Linked DNA regions of Mus musculus: all the other regions are linked to region 2. Evidence: chromatin contacts called from public Hi-C and Micro-C data. All regions are on one chromosome and are shown on one strand. The core of a region is the stretch at or near the end of the contact, and the rest is flanking DNA. Distances in the headings are between cores, read along the strand shown.

Region 1 (2,700 bases), core at 37-2,536, 1.4 Mb before region 2:
GTTCTATTCAGGAATTTTTCCCCTGTACCCATATCTTCGTGGGTTTTCCTACTTTCTCCCAAGGCAACTCTTATAAGGAAAACATTTAATTGGGGATGGTGTACAGGTTCAGAGGTTCAGTCCATTATCATCATGGTGGGAGCATGGCAGTGACTAGGCAGGTGTGATGCAGGAGGAGCTGAGAGTTCTACCTCTTCATCTGAAGGCCACTAGAAGAAGACTGGCTTCCAGGCAGCTAGGATAAGGGTCTTAAAGCCCACACCCACAGTGACACATCTACTCCAACAAGGCCACACCTACTCCAACAGGGCCACACCTAATAGTGCCACTCCCTGGGCCAAGCATATACAAACCATCACAGCTAGGCATGATGCTATGTGCCTTTTATCCCAGCACTAGGGAGGCAGAGGCATGCAGAGCTTTGTGAGTTCAAGGACAATTTAGTTTGCATAGAGAGTTCCAGGGCAGCCAGGGCTGCCCTATGTCAAAAATGAAAACAAAACAAAACCCAGTTCAATTTCACAGTTACATGGCAACCAATCAAACAACCACAGGGATGTACTTTGTGGCTGGGCATGGTGGTCTATGCTATAATCCTAGCATCCATAGGCCAAAACAAGAGTTCAAGGATAGCCTGGGTTGCATGTGAGACTGTCTCAAAGTAGACATTTCTTTGTGATGAACCATATTTGCCACACATGTGAGGGGAACAGGGAACTTTGATAAATTTCCAGTTCTGCAGATTCCCACTTGCTCAAATCTTTCTATTTGCTTTGATGATACATCCCTTGGGAATGGAGGAAAACCTTCAGGCCACCTTAATCATGGAACCTAGTGACTCAGTGCCAAAGAGAGTCATTATGCCCGAAACCTAACAAATCGTTCCTATTCTCTCTCTATGGATGCTCTCTTTTGTGGCTGCAGGTTTCTTGGTAGATTCAACAGTTTGCAGAGGAGGGGTGATTCCTGACTTGGAATACAGACACCTGGTTTCAGATTCCTGTCTGTCAAATGACAGCCTCTGGCTGAGTCTCATTTTCAGCACATGTGATGTTGGGGCTGGAGGCAGAGATCCTCTAATAAGGAAATGTAAGCTACCAAACCTGGTGCAGGATCTGTATTTATAAATAAAGTTTTGTCGAGGCACAACCATGTTAATTCACTTTCACAGTGTACTTTTTGTGTTTGTTGACATGCTACAGTGAGCTGTATCAGAGGCCATGGGGACGATATGTAGTATCTGGCTTTGTACAGAAAAAATTTCAGTCCTCTTTTGTTTTGGTTTTGTTAGTCAAGGTCTTGCAATGTAGCCCAGCCTGGCTTCAAACTCAGAGCAGAGATTATAGCTGTGTACCACATAGTCGGCTAGTCTTCTTTTTGTATGTAGTGAATTAATTCCAGAAAGAGAAAGAGAAAACATCACATAAAAATTAAAAATGAAAAGACAAAATTGATATAATCTTAGGAAAGGAAAGATGAAGGTTGAGAAATAGTCTTCCATGGTCCAGATGCTTGCTTGAGTTTATCCAGTGTTGAAAGGAACATCTACTCTCTGAGAGAGGCCCACATGTGACAGGGGTTATCATATTTAAATGGTTGCAATTCATTTAAAGGATGTGAGACCCTTGGAGAGTCTGTACTGGAGGAGGATTTTCACTGAAACCCCACAAAGCTGTCAAGATGAGCACCCACAGACCCACAGCACCCAATTGTGCTTCAGTTTTGAAGTAATCTGCCAGAAGTCACGATTCATCTGTAATTCATCATTTTGGAAGCTGTGCTCATTTGGTGATATAAATTTCGATCATGTATCTTTGCATATTGTCAAAATGTGTCATTCAACAAATGGATGGTACACACTACATTTTAGAGGCGGGTCTTTTAAAGGATGCATGTTTTAGGCATGGCTCAGTTAGAACTGTTTATCTGAAACTCATCAATGTCTGCCCCAATCATACATTGTTTATAAATATGTGTCCAAGGTCCCTTTGATCATGAAAATACCCTGACACTGTCTTTATTTTCTTTTTAATTACATGTATGTATATATGTATGTATGCATGCATGCATTATGTGAGCCATGGCTCACATGTGAATAACTTGTGGCTTTTAAAAAATATTTATTTATTTTAATTTTTATGAGTACACTGTTGCTGTCTTCAGACACACCAGAAGAGGGCATCAGATTCTGTTACAGATGGTTGTAAGCCACCTTGTGGTTGCTGAGAATTGAACACAGGACCGCTGCAAGAGCAGTCAGTGCTTTTAACTGCTGAGCTATCTCTCCAGTACAACTTGGGGCTATTGGTCTCTCCTCCTCTTCCTCTTCCTCTTCCTCTTCCTCTTCCTCTTCCTCTTCCTCTTCCTCTTCCTCTTCCTCCTCCTCTTCCTCCTCCTCCTCTTCCTCCTCCTTCCTCTTCTTTTGGCGGGGGGGTTTGAGACAGAGTTTCTCTGTGTAGCCCTGGCTGTCCTGGAACTCACTTTGTAGACCAGGCTGGCCTTGAACTCAGAAATCCGCCTGCCTCTGCCTCCCGAGTGCAGGGATTAAAGGCGTGCGCCACCACGCCCGGCTTGGTCTCTTCTACCACAAAGGTTCCTGAGAATGAACTCAGGTCATCTGGCTCAGTGGCAAGCGCATCTACTGGCTGAGCTGTCTCTCTAGCTTGATACTCTTTCTATTGGGATATACTACATTAAAAA
Region 2 (2,700 bases), core at 91-2,590:
AGCCTGGGCTGGAGCTGAAGCCTGGGCCTTAGCTGGAGCTTTGGACCCTGCCTTGGTTTGGACCTTAGGCTTCGGTTGGCAGAGCCTCTGACCCTTGGCCATGTAGCTTCGAATCCGCTTCCCAAGCTTAGGGTGAGCGATGAAAGCCAGCCGCTTGAGTTTGGGGCCCTTTGGCATCTTGGGCTTGATGGCCTGAGGCTTCACCAGGGCCTTGATGGCCTCAGTGCGCGCACTCACTGCCTTTGCATTGTTGGCCTGCATCTTCTTCAGGCCTTTCTTGTTGTGCTTCTTGGCAAAGCGCATATTCCTCAGGAACTTGGGGTCAACTCCCTTAAGAGATTTGTATCTTTGCGACCGGGGTTTCTTGATGCCATTTCTGTGCCATTTGCAGGACTGGTTGTGTGTGGTGTGGTTCTTGGACTTGGCCGCGTCTGCACGGTAACCCGCGGCTCCCGAACGCACTTTTTCTTATCACCTAGAACATACCTGCTCTTGCCACGCCTGCCTCTGACATCCCCAGTGAGACTGGTTTTATTTGTCATCACCAAGACTTTCTCAGGTCAAGGGTTATGAGAGAAAAGGTTCTTTTTGTGCTCGTGTGTGCATGTGTGTGTGTGACTCAGGTGTGTGTGTATTTGTAGGCCAGCAACCAACCCCAGGTATCGTACCTCAAGACATAAACTACCTTGGTTTTGTGAGACAGGGTCTCATTGTTCAGGGTTCATTGACCTGGAACACATTAATTAGCCAGCAAGTCTCTGAGATCTGTCTCCATTCTCCCAGAGGTGGGATTAGCAGTGCATGGCATTGTGTTCAGGTTGTTTGTTTGTTTGTTTGTTTGTAAGTCCTCACGATTACACAGCAAACACTTAACCAACAGAACCATCTCGTCAGCCCAAGAAAGGGTTCTCAAGGGCAAACGCAAACTTCTGGAATTTAAAGCCACAAAGCTTGACCCCAGCTGTGGCCTGCATCGCCCTGGGTATCGAAAGCAATCTTCATATCTCAGTTCCAGATGCAGACTATCAGCCAATCATCCTGCTTGTTTAAGTGCTCCCAGCCTCTTCAGAGCCCACAACCGTGCATCGTCGTTGTTAACATACTCTCTTCTCTTCTGCTGCCAGAGATGGAACTGTAACGCCCCACCTGCCCTCCCCCACCTCGAAATAAATACTTTGCGCCGTTCTGAAAATTTCCAGCAATTAGCTGGTACCATCACCTCTAATTAGTCACTGGCAAACACAGTTGAGATAATAAAGCTTACCAAGAGGGAAGCATGAATAAGCAGCAGATTCTTCGTCTACTGGGGAAGTGGCCCTGATGAATCATTTAATAGTCACTGTAATGGAATTGTACAGGTTTTCTGTACACACACCACAGAGAACATATTAAGTGTGTCTGAGCCATGAGAGAGCCTTAGTGATTAATTTGCCATATGGTACTAGAAAAATCTCATTTTTTTGACACACAATATACTTTTACATTTTTTCCTTATTAATAAAACCATCAAGAAAATATAGTTTTCTTTCCATCTCACTAATGACTCCCACAAATTCATTCAGACACCCAGGAATTGGTCTTTTTTTTTTTAATTATATCTAAGTTCTCGTGGACAACGAGAACATAGCTATTTACCCTCTTATTATGTGTTTGATTTCATTGTTGCCGATTGCTTTTGTTTGTTTGTTTGTTTTGTTTTTTCAAGACAGGGTTTCTCTGTGTAGCCCTGGCTGTCCTGGAACTCACTGTGTAGACCAGGCTGGCCTCAAACTCAGAAATCCACCTGCCTCTGCCTCCCGAGTGCTGGGATTAAAGGCGTGCGCCCGGCTGCCGATTGCTTTTTAATCATTTTTATTGGCTATTCCATGGTGACATCACCCAGAAGATGATTGTTATTTTTTATTTACAGAGAAAAATGTCACTGGTGGGTTAAATGACATGCCTGTCACTTGGGCTGAGGGGTTTTTGATAAGAGCCCAGCCTGTTAGTTCCCAGAAACACGGGAATGACCGGAATTTGAAGATCCATTGCTGCGACCTAGACACCACCGAACTAACCAGCTTCCTTCTAAGTAAAGCCTGAATTTCCCTGGCACTGAACCTCCTGTTCTGTGAAATAGACTTATCATGGAACACCATTGTCAGGTCCCAATGTAATGGCAGAAAGAAAGGGCTTTGGGGGTTTGTCATACCTCAGGGACTTCGGTATCACCACAGTGGGTAATCCTTATCTGTGTTGCAGCACTATAGACACCCAGCATGGTGGCACGTAACTGTAATCCCAGCACTGGGGAGGCAGAAGCAGGAGAATCAGGAGTTCAAAGCTGCCTTCAGCTACATAGTGTGGTTCAAGAACAAACAGCCTTTGCTTTGAGAGCTACTGTTCAGAACGATAACAGAAAACAACATGTCAAACAACGATAACATGAGACCCTCATGGAGAATAGGGACAGGGGATAGTAGGTAGCTATGGTAATAGGCCTCAGTTTAGCTTCCCAATTCTATTTTTGCTGCTTCAAGCATAGAGAGTGACGTACTCACATGAGGTTGCCCAGGGAACCCACCCAGCTATGGTCCCCTTTAAGCGCTCTTCACGCTACAACTTTCCCATAGAAATAACCAGTTCCTCTCCCGTCTCTCCTGAGGTGTCATGGATTTTGCAAGATCATGAAAAGTGTTTGTGATTAGCTGGGACTGTGTC
Region 3 (2,700 bases), core at 54-2,553, 1.4 Mb after region 2:
ATTTTCCCCTTTAAAGAAGTATCATTTCTTTTTCTTTTAAAGATTTATTTATTTATTACCTGTAAGTACACTGTAGCTGTCTTTAGACATCTCAGAAGAGGGCATCAAATCTCACTATGGATGGTTGTGAGCCACCATGTGGTTGCTGGGATTTGAACTCAGGACCTTCAGAAGAACAGTCAGTGCTCTTAACCGCTGAGCCATCTCTCCAGCCCTGAAATATCATTTCTTTACATATAACCTTTACCTCCCCTACAACTGTATTGCTAAATTATGTTTAGTAAGTTCAGAGTTCACTGCAGGAAGATTCACATTTCTTGCACCTCACTGCCTTGCTAAGCTGTAGTGTATAGCTATAGTGTATACATGGGGCATTTGATATGTATATATGTATGTATGTATGTATGTAAGAATGTACACTTGCAAATGTGTGTGATATCAGTGTGTGCAAGTTCAAACTCCTTTACATGCATAGGCCAAAGGAGGGTGTCAGAGGTCCTATTCTAGCACTCTCCACCTTATCCTCTTGTGACAGGGTCTCTTGCTGATCCTGGATACTGTAGTCCTTTAGGTAGGCTGTCTAGCCAGCGGACATCAACAACACCCTGGTCTCTGCCACCCAGGTTTTTTTTTTTTCTGCTCCTATTGTTTTTCACTTCCATGTCTCTTTTTATTTTCCTACTCTCTTTCCTCCCCTTAACAGACTGGACCATTTAATGGAAGAAAGTATCCACATGATTCTTATTAGGAATTGATATTTTAATGTTCCTTTCACTTTTAAGACCTATTTCGGAGGGAGGCGAACATGCTTTGCTGCGTCCGGCACATCGCCATGCCTCCTGGGCTGCAGAATTACTCCATAAACTTTGCATTGATTTTCCTAGGCTCTAACTTTAGGAGCGAGCTTTATTTGTCCAGTACTGAAGCTTTGCCAAGAAAGAACCAGTCTGGGAATCGTCAGAGACGACGTGAGAGGGTAGTGAAAGAAAGGGTCTTCTCGAATCCTTTACTTCCTGTCTTCAGATCCAAAGGAAGAAAAATGCCTCTGACTAAAATTGGAGCGTTTAACCCAGAGAATTGAAGGAATGCCTTGAAGGACTCACACAGGCAAAAGAATCAAACAGGCAAAGATTTCCTGCTATGCCCTCCTCAAACGCATCCCCAGTCCCACGGTGGCTTGGAGCCAGAAGGAAGCGAACGTAAAGCCCAAGGCATCGAGTCAGTGCCCCTGCCGTAGCACAGGCTGCACTTAAACCCAGACTGCCTGACACCCACTCTCAAGCCAGCGCTTCCAGGCACAGCGGTCAGCAATATCCATTCACATCACTCCTGCAGGGGCAGCTACGGCTGTGCAGAGGACCCGCCTTCATTCCAGAAGCAGTCAACTTCTTCCTGGCCCTCCCTGGGTGCCTCTTGATTCTAGTATTCTCTTAGCACTTCATAAGAACGTTCTCTTGGAATTCACATCTCTGGTATTCCTTTCAAGTTATCCTCTTCTCCCTAAATTACCACAGCATTCACTAGGTCAGACCTTTCTCGGCCATTCTCTTCATGACCCTGGTGGTCACTGAAGCTTACACTTCAGAAGAAAGGTCTACTGTAAGGAGATTCATGAAGAGATAGGCTGATCTGCCTCTTGCGTGAGGTGGAGGGGGACTGTGAGATTAGGGGTGCTTATTCACCAGCCAGCCTCTGGGAAGGATTTAAGGATGGGGAGCAGGTGGAAGGCACCATCCTTGATGCCCTCTGACCCCACTGACCCCTGCCTGCAGCAAGAAGTCTATTCTGGGTTACCATACTGACAGTGTGCCCGCTTACACTCCGATTTGCTGAAATTTTTTAGGAGATATTCTTCTTCCATCAGTTTTGGATAGAAAAGAACCCCATTGCTTAGAGGGATGCCTGTGAGGAAGGAGCAGAGATTAGAAACAAAAACAAGGCGCCACATCCCGATCAGTTTGCTCAGCATCTCCATGGTACTGTGGACTCTGAACGATGAAAGTTCTCACACTCCCCAGGTAAACTTGATCCCACCTCAAAGCTTGCCTCTATTCAACGTCACCACCACGGGCAGCAAGGGACACTGGTCCTCTCCAACTGGGCTTGCTCTTAATCTAAACATAACACATCCTCTGTATTCCAGCAACATTTTTCAACATTTTTGATCCTCACATCTCTAGGGAACACCCTCATTTTCATGAGTATTTTTACACTGAGTAAACTTATCGCTGTTTTCAAGGCTGGAAGAGACTGACTGCTTGGCCTCAGTCTTCCATCCTCTACCCAAAACTGGGAAGAAAAGTTCAGTGGTTTAAGTGCACAGCAACTTAGAATAGGAAGAATTAGCTTTTCAGCAAATTTACTTACTAATCACCTTTTCTTCATTCCAGAGTTTTAAATGTTATGTTTGTACAGTCCATAAAGGTTTTTTTTAAAAGTCTATATTCTACATATAATGTAATACAGATGTAAGCTATATTTTATGTTTGTGTCCACATATTTATAATTTATATTTTATGCAATCTATTGACAAGTCATTATTTTGAAAAGGTTGTAAGTATTTTCACTTATTTTTAAAGGGTGTTAAGAAAACAGTTATTAGACCCGTGACTTAAAACTTTTTCCCACAAAGACCTAGAGTTCAGCAGAGGTGGCTCAAGGACAGAAGAACCAGACGAGGGAGATGTGCCAGTGTCCCTA

The links. A called contact is a pair of places that touch in the nucleus more often than the background predicts.
Region 1: a Hi-C map of gonadal supporting cells shows a contact between it and region 2, with 2.3 times the contacts expected there. The contact joins two enhancer-like sites. A contact is called at or near these places in 7 of 39 promoter capture datasets (the 3T3-L1 cell line, 3T3-L1-derived adipocytes, cranial neural crest and 4 more), 1 of 15 datasets of contacts at CTCF or cohesin (embryonic stem cells) and 7 of 484 Hi-C or Micro-C datasets (Sertoli cells, adipose-derived mesenchymal stem cells, brown adipocytes and 4 more).
Region 3: a contact with region 2 is called in a Micro-C map of muscle stem cells, with 8 times the contacts expected there. The contact joins two enhancer-like sites. A contact is called at or near these places in 5 of 15 datasets of contacts at CTCF or cohesin (the NIH/3T3 cell line, embryonic stem cells, hippocampal excitatory neurons and 2 more), 128 of 484 Hi-C or Micro-C datasets (the AML12 cell line, the AtT-20 cell line, B cells and 78 more), 10 of 115 datasets of contacts at active chromatin or transcription factors (the NIH/3T3 cell line, PVALB interneurons, T-cell acute lymphoblastic leukemia and 7 more) and 3 of 9 other capture datasets (adipose tissue, embryonic stem cells and liver).

What each region holds. Positions count from the first base shown.
Region 1 is chr4:56,666,872-56,669,571 of GRCm38.p6, reverse strand. All of the region lies in intron 5 of Gm34687 (a long non-coding RNA gene), which reads left to right. Among named protein-coding and RNA genes, the nearest start is that of Gm26144, 11 kb to the left of the region's middle. Within about 2 kb of position 1,286, at least 8 of the 459 cell types and tissues checked have an H3K27ac peak or open chromatin away from gene starts, as enhancers often do.
Region 2 is chr4:55,252,466-55,255,165 of GRCm38.p6, reverse strand. It overlaps the pseudogene Gm12508. Among named protein-coding and RNA genes, the nearest start is that of Gm34231, 46 kb to the right of the region's middle. Within about 2 kb of position 1,340, at least 33 of the 459 cell types and tissues checked have an H3K27ac peak or open chromatin away from gene starts, as enhancers often do. A contact at or near this core is called in muscle stem cells, where this site is marked.
Region 3 is chr4:53,885,149-53,887,848 of GRCm38.p6, reverse strand. It overlaps the pseudogene Gm12468. Among named protein-coding and RNA genes, the nearest start is that of Tmem38b, 60 kb to the right of the region's middle. Within about 2 kb of position 1,303, at least 17 of the 459 cell types and tissues checked have an H3K27ac peak or open chromatin away from gene starts, as enhancers often do. A contact at or near this core is called in muscle stem cells, where this site is marked.